2 separate regions of the Hordeum vulgare genome follow, and region 2 is linked to region 1. A link is a contact called in public Hi-C data. All regions are on one chromosome and are shown on one strand. The core of a region is the stretch at or near the end of the contact, and the rest is flanking DNA. Distances in the headings are between cores, read along the strand shown.

Region 1 (4,628 bases), core at 1,492-3,991:
GAAGATTACGGTGGGCCTAGTGGCTTCTTTGGAAGCATTGTGTCTCCACACCGCTCCAAATAGATATTAGCATATCCAAGTGTGTGAACTTCGGGATACATCATCGTCTTCGCGTGCCTCGACTATCTCTTACCCGAACCCTTTATTTATGCACTTTATTTTGTGATAGACTTATTATTTCTTGTTATATATCTTGCCATCACTTAGTTGTTTATCATGCTTAGCATAAAATGTTGGTGCACATAGATGAGCCTTGTTGTTTTAGGTTTTGTGCTTGACCAATTAAATATTAGTTCCATTCCCCATTTATTGAAGCTATTATTATTTTAAAGCGTCTATTCACCCCCTATCTAGGCGACATTCATGTCCTTTCACCTGTTTAATGGCGGCATATGGACGGACCGGGCATTGGACGGACATGGTAGATAGACGTCCCGTCCCGTCCAGCCACGCGTCTACAACATTGAACAAATGTGGACCCGAGAGACGCGTCGCGGACGCCGCCCTAGGCCGACGAGCCGCTTCAATTCTATCGCCGAACCACCAGTGAGAGGTCGCGTCCGCTCTTCAATGGAAAGAGTCCGCTCTACAACGACATGAATGTGGGCAGCCGGTGTCGGCGGAAATCGCACATGGAAGAGGGGTGGGCGAGTGCGATCAGAATCGGCCAAAGTAGTGGTCGGGACTTTCATAACCTTCGCCACATTTGTCTTCGCTTTGTCGAAGAAATTACGTCCGGACCGTTCCGCAAATCAATATAACACCGCATCGAAAATGCGTTCGGCATCTTTAAACCTTTTAACGTCAATATCCACATGGCACATGGATGCTGCTGCCGGTTTGCACAAGTTAGAGTCCATGTCCACCAGGCCTGTGATTTCGGATCTGGTTCGGACATGTAAGCCTCATTCATGAGGCCTGCTTATTCATGGCCAACAATGTCTTCCTTGCGTGATGCAATGCAAAGCCGACCGAGCATATACGTACAGCACCTGCCGCCATGACGACGTGAGGGAGACTCTCAACTGTCCTTTCCCACCTACAGTTTGCCTGACGTAATTGTGGCGCACCTTCAGGCCATCAGCCAACTACTCCGGCCGTCTTTGCTTATGTCGGACTATTTTTTTCTTCGAAACGAGTCAGAACAATTATCTCATTGGTTAATTAAAAAACAACTGCACAGTTAATTTACGGACTAAACCGATTGAAAATTAATACAAACAAACTCACTCAACACGAAGCAAAACGATAACTCACGTAACAGCCAGAATCCTCAACACTTTTACAATGCAACGGAACCCCTTCGAGAAAACTGACAACAACGACTTAAAATACCAAAGCCACGTACAACACGAGAAACCCAACATTATTCATCACGAAATCACCGACGAGAACTCGAGAAACCGACCATTATTCATCACGAAATCACAGATGCCTTCGCTTTCGCATCATCAATCATAGAAACCTCGAGCTGCTCATTTGACAAATATGAATCTTGTTCCTCAGCCGAGGTCACCGATGTGTCCACCTTCATATAATTCATTGACAGACTGAGACGTAGCTCACTAAGCTCGGACATGATCTACAACACCGGAGCCACGAGCAGGGCGATGGACTCACCCTAAGAGGTAAACAATATAAAAAGGAAGGTAGGCATCGACGATGAATTGTGTCCAACATGAGAGGAGAAAGAGCCATATAACTCCACCCCTATCCTTCAGGGAGCAAACACCGACCACACAAGGAGGATGCGACGTCACAGAGGTATGCAACATCAACTTCGACGGGAAAGTGAGCCGGTCGTGGCAGAGCGACACACGCCCAACACCCACGGTGAAGGGCCTTGAAGGGGAGACCCACAGTCGGGCTATCACACTAGCAACATCTCTCGGGGTCCCTCCACCTTGCCATTTTGCAAGTTTTTTTTTCATTCAAATTTTTTCACTCATGTTCGAGGTGAAAAAAATAAAGTACAAAAAAATCATGAAAACATAAGAAACATTATAAAAATAAAATGGGAAAGAGAAGAAAGACCAACAGTGGAGAAGTAGAAGAATCTCGTTGTCTTCGCTCATGTTAGTATTTCAGGTTAGAGTTTCATAATCCTCACACGTATGGTGCTCGGACAGATGATAGTACTTCCTCCTCGAGTTCGTTTGTGTGAACGTAGTTAACGAATCTCCGGCGTAGGTTTCCACCATCTCCTTGGGGTTGTAAAGTTAGGATTTCTTGTTATCTGACGAAATTTACTGTCAGTCGTTTTCTGATCTATGCGAGGGTTGAGCGACGACGACTATGACCCTAGGGTGTTGGTCCTTAATGGCACGTGCAAAAGGAATTTTGGCTATCATCGACAAGATCAAGCCAGCTCCGATAGAAAAGCGGTACGTCGACGGCTCGTTATCTTATAATCTTGATGTAATTTCTATTATATTTGATATTCTTTGTACTTTACAATATATCTGATATTTTTACGAAAAAAATAATATATGACCAACGGCAGACGTGGTAAGCAGTCTCAATAAGAAAAGAAAAGACGTAAAATAGGAAAAGGAAAACAGGGGGAGAAATGCCTGGTGAACCAGCCCAACATGCTGGACACCTATCTAGGTGCTTATATGACAAAACAAACTGATATCCAGAAAATAAAAGGTATCTAGCGCCTTTTTTTGGCATCTCCTATCCAAAGAGCTCCTATACGTTGCGCGCTGCGTTCGATTGGCGCGCCTACACAAGGACAGCCCTCGACAGGTCCGGTCCATTGTGAGATTTTTCACAGTTTTAGCTCATAAGACGTAAATAATTCACAGAATGAACTCGATTTGAAAGTATTTTCGGATCTGACTCTTTTAGAAACGCCAGAGCCCGTGGCTTTGCTGCTTCACGTAGAAACGCCAGTCTATCGTGACGTTTCTGGTCCACATTCAGACGCCAGTCTAGCGTCGCCTTGTAGTCAAACTTAGCAACGCCAGGGGTGCTGGCGTTGCTATCCACGTAGCAAACGCCATTGACAATGACGTTGCAGCATTGGTACGTATGTTCAGCGCGCGCGACGGGTCTCGCGTTGATGATAGGATATGCATGGGATGGGATCGGCGCCGGCTGGCTGCTGCTACCACTAAAGAATAAGCATGTTGCAGGATGTGCAACTAGGCCTATGTCTATTGTACCGCTGACAGGTTGCAGCATTGGTACGTATGTTCAGCGCGCGCGACGGGTCTCTCTTTGCAGCATAGAAATGAAGTGCACTGTCCATGCATACAATTGAAGTGGTAGCAGACTAGTCAGCGGTACAGTGAACATAAGTGGTCAGTTACAGCGTGACACTGGCCAAAAATGACAAGAAACGAACACATAGACATAGGCCCAGTTGCACATCCTGCAGCATGCTTATTCTTTAGTGGTAGCAGCAGCCAGCCGGCGCCGATCCCATCCCATGCATATCCTATCATCAACGCGAGACCCGTCGCGCGCGCTGAACATACGTACCAATGCTGCAACGTCATTGTTAATGGCGTTTGCTACGTGGATAGCAACGCCAGCACCCCTGGCGTTGCTAAGTTTGACTACAAGGCGACGCTAGACTGGCGTCTGAATGTGGACCAGAAACGTCACGATAGACTGGCGTTTCTACGTGAAGCAGCAAAGCCACGGGCTCTGGCGTTTCTAAAAAAGTCAGATCCGAAAATACTTTCAAATCGAGTTCATTCTGTGAATTATTTACGTCTTATGAGCTAAAACTGTGAAAAAATCCGTCCATTGTCTTGCGAAAACAGAGAAAAAATCACTGTAAAATGATTTTGGCTGGGCATTTTTCCCTGTCCGGTTTTAGGCTGTTTTTTTTCTGTTTACATTTAAATTTATCATTTCCGTATTTTTCAATTTTGTGAACTTTCTCAAATCCGTGATTTTTTTATTAAATTCATAAATTAGGGTAAAATCAAATTTGTGAACTTTCTGTCTCAAATTCGTGAACTTTTTTCAACTTCATGAACTATTTCTTGTAAATATGCGATTTTTTTCAATTGCATCAACGATTTTGTCTATGTTTTGTGAAATTATTTCAAATTCATGACCTTTTCCCATCAAGTATGACATTTATTTTTCATTTTTTTGTCTTAAATTTTTAACCTTACTTCAAATTCGTGTACCTTTTAACTCGAACTTATGATAATTTGTAAGTTTGTGATTTTAAAAATTATTGATCTTTTTCCTTTTGGCAAACTTTTTTCCTCGTATACATGAGCTTCTTTTAAATTCATAACGTTTTCCTAATTGCATGGTTTTCTTAGATCCGTAAACTTTTTAAAAATATGTGAACATTTTCCCATATTCATGAACTTTTGCAAATTCGGAGTCTTTTTTATCCCATTCCCTATCCTTCTTTCAAATTTGTGACTTGCAAATCCATTATTTTTATAAATTTGATAACAGTTTTGAAATTGTGTTTTTTTTCAAATCTATAGACATTTTCATTTTCGTAAACGTTTCTCGAATTTGTGAACTTTTCTATGAAATCAGTGAACATGTTTTAACTAAAAAAACGGCTACCTTTTTTTGTGTGAAAAATAATACAACAAAATAGGAGAAAAATAAATAAAGAGCGAACACAAAGACAAAAAACAGCA
Region 2 (4,628 bases), core at 1,102-3,601, 600 kb before region 1:
TTTTGACCCACTTCTGTGTATCTGCTTCAAACAAGTTTACACCATCATCCATAAAGGAGGCCCTAGCAGAAGGTTTAGACAGTCTATTTGGCCACTTATCAATGGAACCAACTGCTATTTCTTCCGACAGAGAAACTTTACTAATGCATTTCTTCAACTTGAAGTACCTGCAAACAGTAAAACCCCACAATCAATCAAACAGAAATATACAAAATGGTTTTCTGGCGTACTGAAAAGCTAGAAACACAAAAAAACACGGAAAAATATTACCATGCTTCGTCTGGATCATCACCAGTACTACACAAATCAAGGCCAAATTCATTTTGGTTAGGAAGGCATGACGCCTGATTAGGTTTCTTCCAAATGGCCGTGTTGCCGTCTACAGTAATCAACTTGTAACACAAAGACTGTGCCATTGCTTGAAGTTCACTCCATTCCTTCTCCTGCTTCTTCCACTGCACAGGGGGTCCGGATATGATCAGATAACCTCCCGGTCTAAGTAGACGGTCAACTTCAATCAAATAACTGCCATCTGCCATTTTTTACATGTCAGAGGGAGGGAGGGCAGATGTGTATTGAATGCAGAAGAAAACATTACTTACTGTAGGCAGTAAAAGGTATCAAACATCGGGAGCAATGGACGAAATCAAAGGACTGTGCTGGAAATGGAAGACGGCGTGTGCCCAACATCAAAAGAAATGCAGGAATTCCTCTCTCCAGCGCAAACTGTATTTGCGACTTATGTGAATCTCTTGGGGCGAAGGAAAGTGCCGTGATATTCTCTTTAAGCAGAAACCCACCAAAGCTAGCAACCTACAAATGATGGAAAAAAATGTAGCCATTTCACTTGGAAAACGAAATATAAAAGCTCCATATTAAAGATAAAATTATTACCCCACAACCCATATCAAGACCTGTCCTCAGTAGACCACTTTTTAGTGGAACATACTTGGTAAGCTTTTCAATATATTGTTCGGCACCATCAGGAAACATAGTTCCGCCACCAGGAAAAAGGAAGTATGAGCCTTCCTGCTTCATCCACCCTTGATGACCTTTTCTTTCAGCAATCTTGCCATAAGGCATGTTATCATGCCATATCTGCATAGAGAACAATAAACAAGCAGTAAATCTCGGTGCAAGAGGAATAGAACTAATCTACATCCTGTCAACACATGAAGTAAACCAATATACTATCTCTGTTTTGTTAATTCCAGTCCCAATGTACATTCCTCAGGTAAGGTCAACGTAACAAACAGATAGTTGAAAGGGCAAGAGCTAGACTTGAATTTTTAAGTCCTTGATCATGCTAGCTCAGATGCCATCAAAACTTGTGCCTGGTAGCTTGCTTAGTCTTATCTTATACACCAGAAGTGTCAGCTAAAAATATGAGCGCATGTTTCACCTCCTAATCCGAAAATCATATCCGTGAAAAATCACCCTAATCACTACTTCCCAAATTCAGAACTAGCTTGGCGTTCAAAACCTCTAGACATCATCCAGTAACTCTCACTCTAATAACTGCATCATCTCGAAAATGCATAGATTCAGATTTCAGAAAGTCCATGCAAATATTAACCACTCAGAGCATGAGATGCAAAAGCTAGTCGTACACTGGCAAGCTACACAACAAAACAAAGCAAAACTCCTAGAGAAGCATTACTCTGCCAAGACATCAGCTGAGACCTGCAATTACAACAGTTAATCAGGGGTTAGTTTCGAGTGGAACGGCCAATGCCGACAGCACGAACCTTATGGAGGCTCTCGGGCCAGGGCACGGGCACGCGGTAGCCGGGCGGCGGCGGGACGAGGCACGCGGATGCCTCCCCGCGCGCGGGGCAGTGGCGCTCGCGGTAGTAGTTCATCTCGCGGCTGAGGCGGGAGCTTCGGCGGGGGTCCTCGCAGGGGAGGAGGTCCACCTCCGAGGCGGCGCAGGGCGGCACCACCGCGCCAGCGGGGGCGGCGAGGGTGTCCCCGCGGCGCGGCGTGAAGACGAGCGCGAGGAAGACGACCACGGCCACGAGGAACACCGCCCAGACGGCGTCGAGGAAGGACCACTGCCACTGCGCCTGCGCGCCGCCGCTGCTCCCGCGGCGGTGCGGCCGCAGGGAGCTGAGGAGGCCCATCGGGCGGTAGCAGGAGGCGGTGGCCGCGGCGGGGCCGCCGTGGTGTGCTGGTTCGATCGGTCGATGGGATCAGGCCATGGGGGAAGGGGTTTGGATTCCCAGCTTTATTTTGTGGGCTTGTGCTTTGCGTATCGCCGTGCTCGTCTCGGTGCCTTCGCGGGACAAAGAGACGAAAGCGCGTGAGATCTGTGTGCACGGATATGAGTGGTGAGATTAGGCCAACTCGAGCACACAAACCCAAAGGGTCCGGTCGCGTCCCTTTGCGCTAAACGGACACAAAACACGGCACAAAGCGAGGAAACAGATGAGAAAAACGTTCATTCTTTTCTTTGCTTTTGATCAATTTTCAGCTTAAATTTAGGCCATGTTTGCGTTAAAACGGACAGTGCATGAACGAGGAGGACACACATCCTTGTCCTCCTCTGACCCGTTCGTCGTGGACACAATGGCCCTTTCCTCTTCCCCGCCACTCCCCTGCCCCCTCCCCTCGCTTTCGCCGTCGTCATCCGTCTTTACCCATTTTTTCGGCCGCCTCCTCGTTTTTTTGCCCGGCCGCTCTAAACCACGACCATGCCATGTCATAGCCATCCCACGTCCATTTCGTAAGAGCTTTTTGTCGGCGTTGGTGGTTGTTTGTCGTCGCATCCGATGCAAGAGAAGCTACAGCTGTCGTCGACGCCCATCGATCCCAACACCTTTCGGCGGGCGTTGCATAGCTGCAGGGCGCCAGCCACTAATGCCAAAGTTTTCGGCAGGAACTCGAGGTGCTCTTCCCGACCGTGTCTCCACGACGACTGCAAGGTGTTCGACAGATTGCTCATAACGTACCATGAATAGGGGGTTTGAGTATTTTTTTCACAACTTCATTTGTTCATCGGATGACGAATAAATTGTAATGGTTGCGTTGGTCGTAAATGACCCCATTGCTAGGCAATGGCCTCGGTTAAGGGATCAATCTTAGGTCATGCCCCGGCCTTGAATTGCAATAGGGAGAGTGGGCACACCGTGCTGTACAAACCACCGTCGCTTTTGTATGGCAAGACATGTGTTTGATCGTATTCAGAAGGGAGTGGTAGCATATGACCCATACTTTGAGTGCAAAGAGGATGCCGTTGGCAAGCTTGGCTTCATCTCTTATCAGAAATGCATTGTGGCTAATCGCATGCTTGCTTATGGAATTCCGAACGGTCTTGTGGATGAGTACGTACGTATGAGTGAGTCCACATGCCTCACATCAATGTACAATTTCTGCAAGTCTGTGGTGGAAGTGTTTGGCCTGAGTACCTCAGAGAGCTAACTACCGTTGATACACAAAGGTTGTCGGTGATCAATACTGATAGGGCTTTTCGAACATGCTTGGTGGTATAAATTGTATGCACATGAAGTGGAAGAATTGTCCATTTGCTTGGTCGGGGCAATACAAGGGGCGCGTGAAAGGTTCCATTGCCATATTAGAAGCGGTGGCTTCACAAGATCCATGGATATGTCATTCTTTCTTTGGCATGGATGGTTCTCACAATGATATCAATGTGCTTCAGTGTTCTCCAGTGTTTGCAAGGCTTGCAGAAGGCCTCCCAAAGGTCAACTTTGAGATCAATGGACACCATTACAACAAGAGCTACTACCTAGGTGATGCTATCTATCGTGAGTGATCAACTCTTGTGAAGACAATACCTAATCCGCAAGGAGAGAAGATACAAAGATTAGCCCAAATGCAAGAGAGTGCTAGGAAGGATATGGAGCATGCTTCAATATCGATGGGGTATCGTTCAAAATCCTACACTAACATAGATCACCAAGAAGCTTGGGAAGGTGATGACCGCTTGTGTGATCATGGACAACGTGATCGTTGAGAATGAGCGTGATTTTCAGGGTAAAAATGTTGAGCCTCATCACCAAGAACCGACAACCTTTGAGCAGTTTGTCTAATTTCAGAGAGCGGGTAAGTAATAACCAAGGGTATTTTTTAAATAGCTACAAACATAAATAAACTATATGTGAGTGGGTAAGTAATAACCAAGTGTGATGCTCCCGACAACGGCACCAGAAAATGCTTGATGACCTGCAAGTGCATATGGTTGTTATTGCACTTTCGTGATAGGTAAGTGTCGAATTCACACAGAGCTGATAGGAAGGCACTATAAACCTCGTTACTACGTCGTCACTTGACATAGTTCCGCACACACCCAAGCCATAATTTGGAAATGGCATACTTTAGTAAGTTGATAGGAAGGAAAATAAAAGTATAGTGTGTACTAAACTACAAACGAGAAATAAAAGACAAAAATGGATCAAACTAAGAGAAATGGTGCTTGAGTAGTAAACGTTCTCGAGGGACTCGGAGTCACTGCCACAAGTATGATGCTGACAACACATGATAAACATGGCTATCTATTATATCACTAAGAGCAACTCCAATGCGCCGACCCAAATAGACGCGCGTTTTGTCTGCTTTTCGTCCGCTTAGGTCGGCCAGGCGGACGTGCGCGTCCGCATTTTCATATG

The links. A called contact is a pair of places that touch in the nucleus more often than the background predicts.
Region 2: a contact with region 1 is called in a Hi-C map of leaf, with 4 times the contacts expected there. The contact joins the promoter of LOC123427472 here to the enhancer-like site in region 1. A contact is called at or near these places in 2 of 6 Hi-C or Micro-C datasets (leaf and seedling).

The regions. Positions count from the first base shown.
Region 1 is chr2H:586,211,759-586,216,386 of MorexV3_pseudomolecules_assembly, reverse strand. No RefSeq gene overlaps it. Among protein-coding and RNA genes, the nearest start is that of LOC123430644, 32 kb to the right of the region's middle. Within about 2 kb of position 2,741, at least 1 of the 3 cell types and tissues checked has open chromatin away from gene starts, as enhancers often do. A contact at or near this core is called in leaf, where this site is marked.
Region 2 is chr2H:586,810,311-586,814,938 of MorexV3_pseudomolecules_assembly, reverse strand. LOC123427472 (probable pectin methyltransferase QUA3) reads right to left here and starts at 2,351. Exons shown (of 7, transcript XM_045111526.1): 1 at 1,749-2,351; 2 at 895-1,098; 3 at 603-813; 4 at 271-532; 5 at 1-167. The coding sequence starts at 2,123.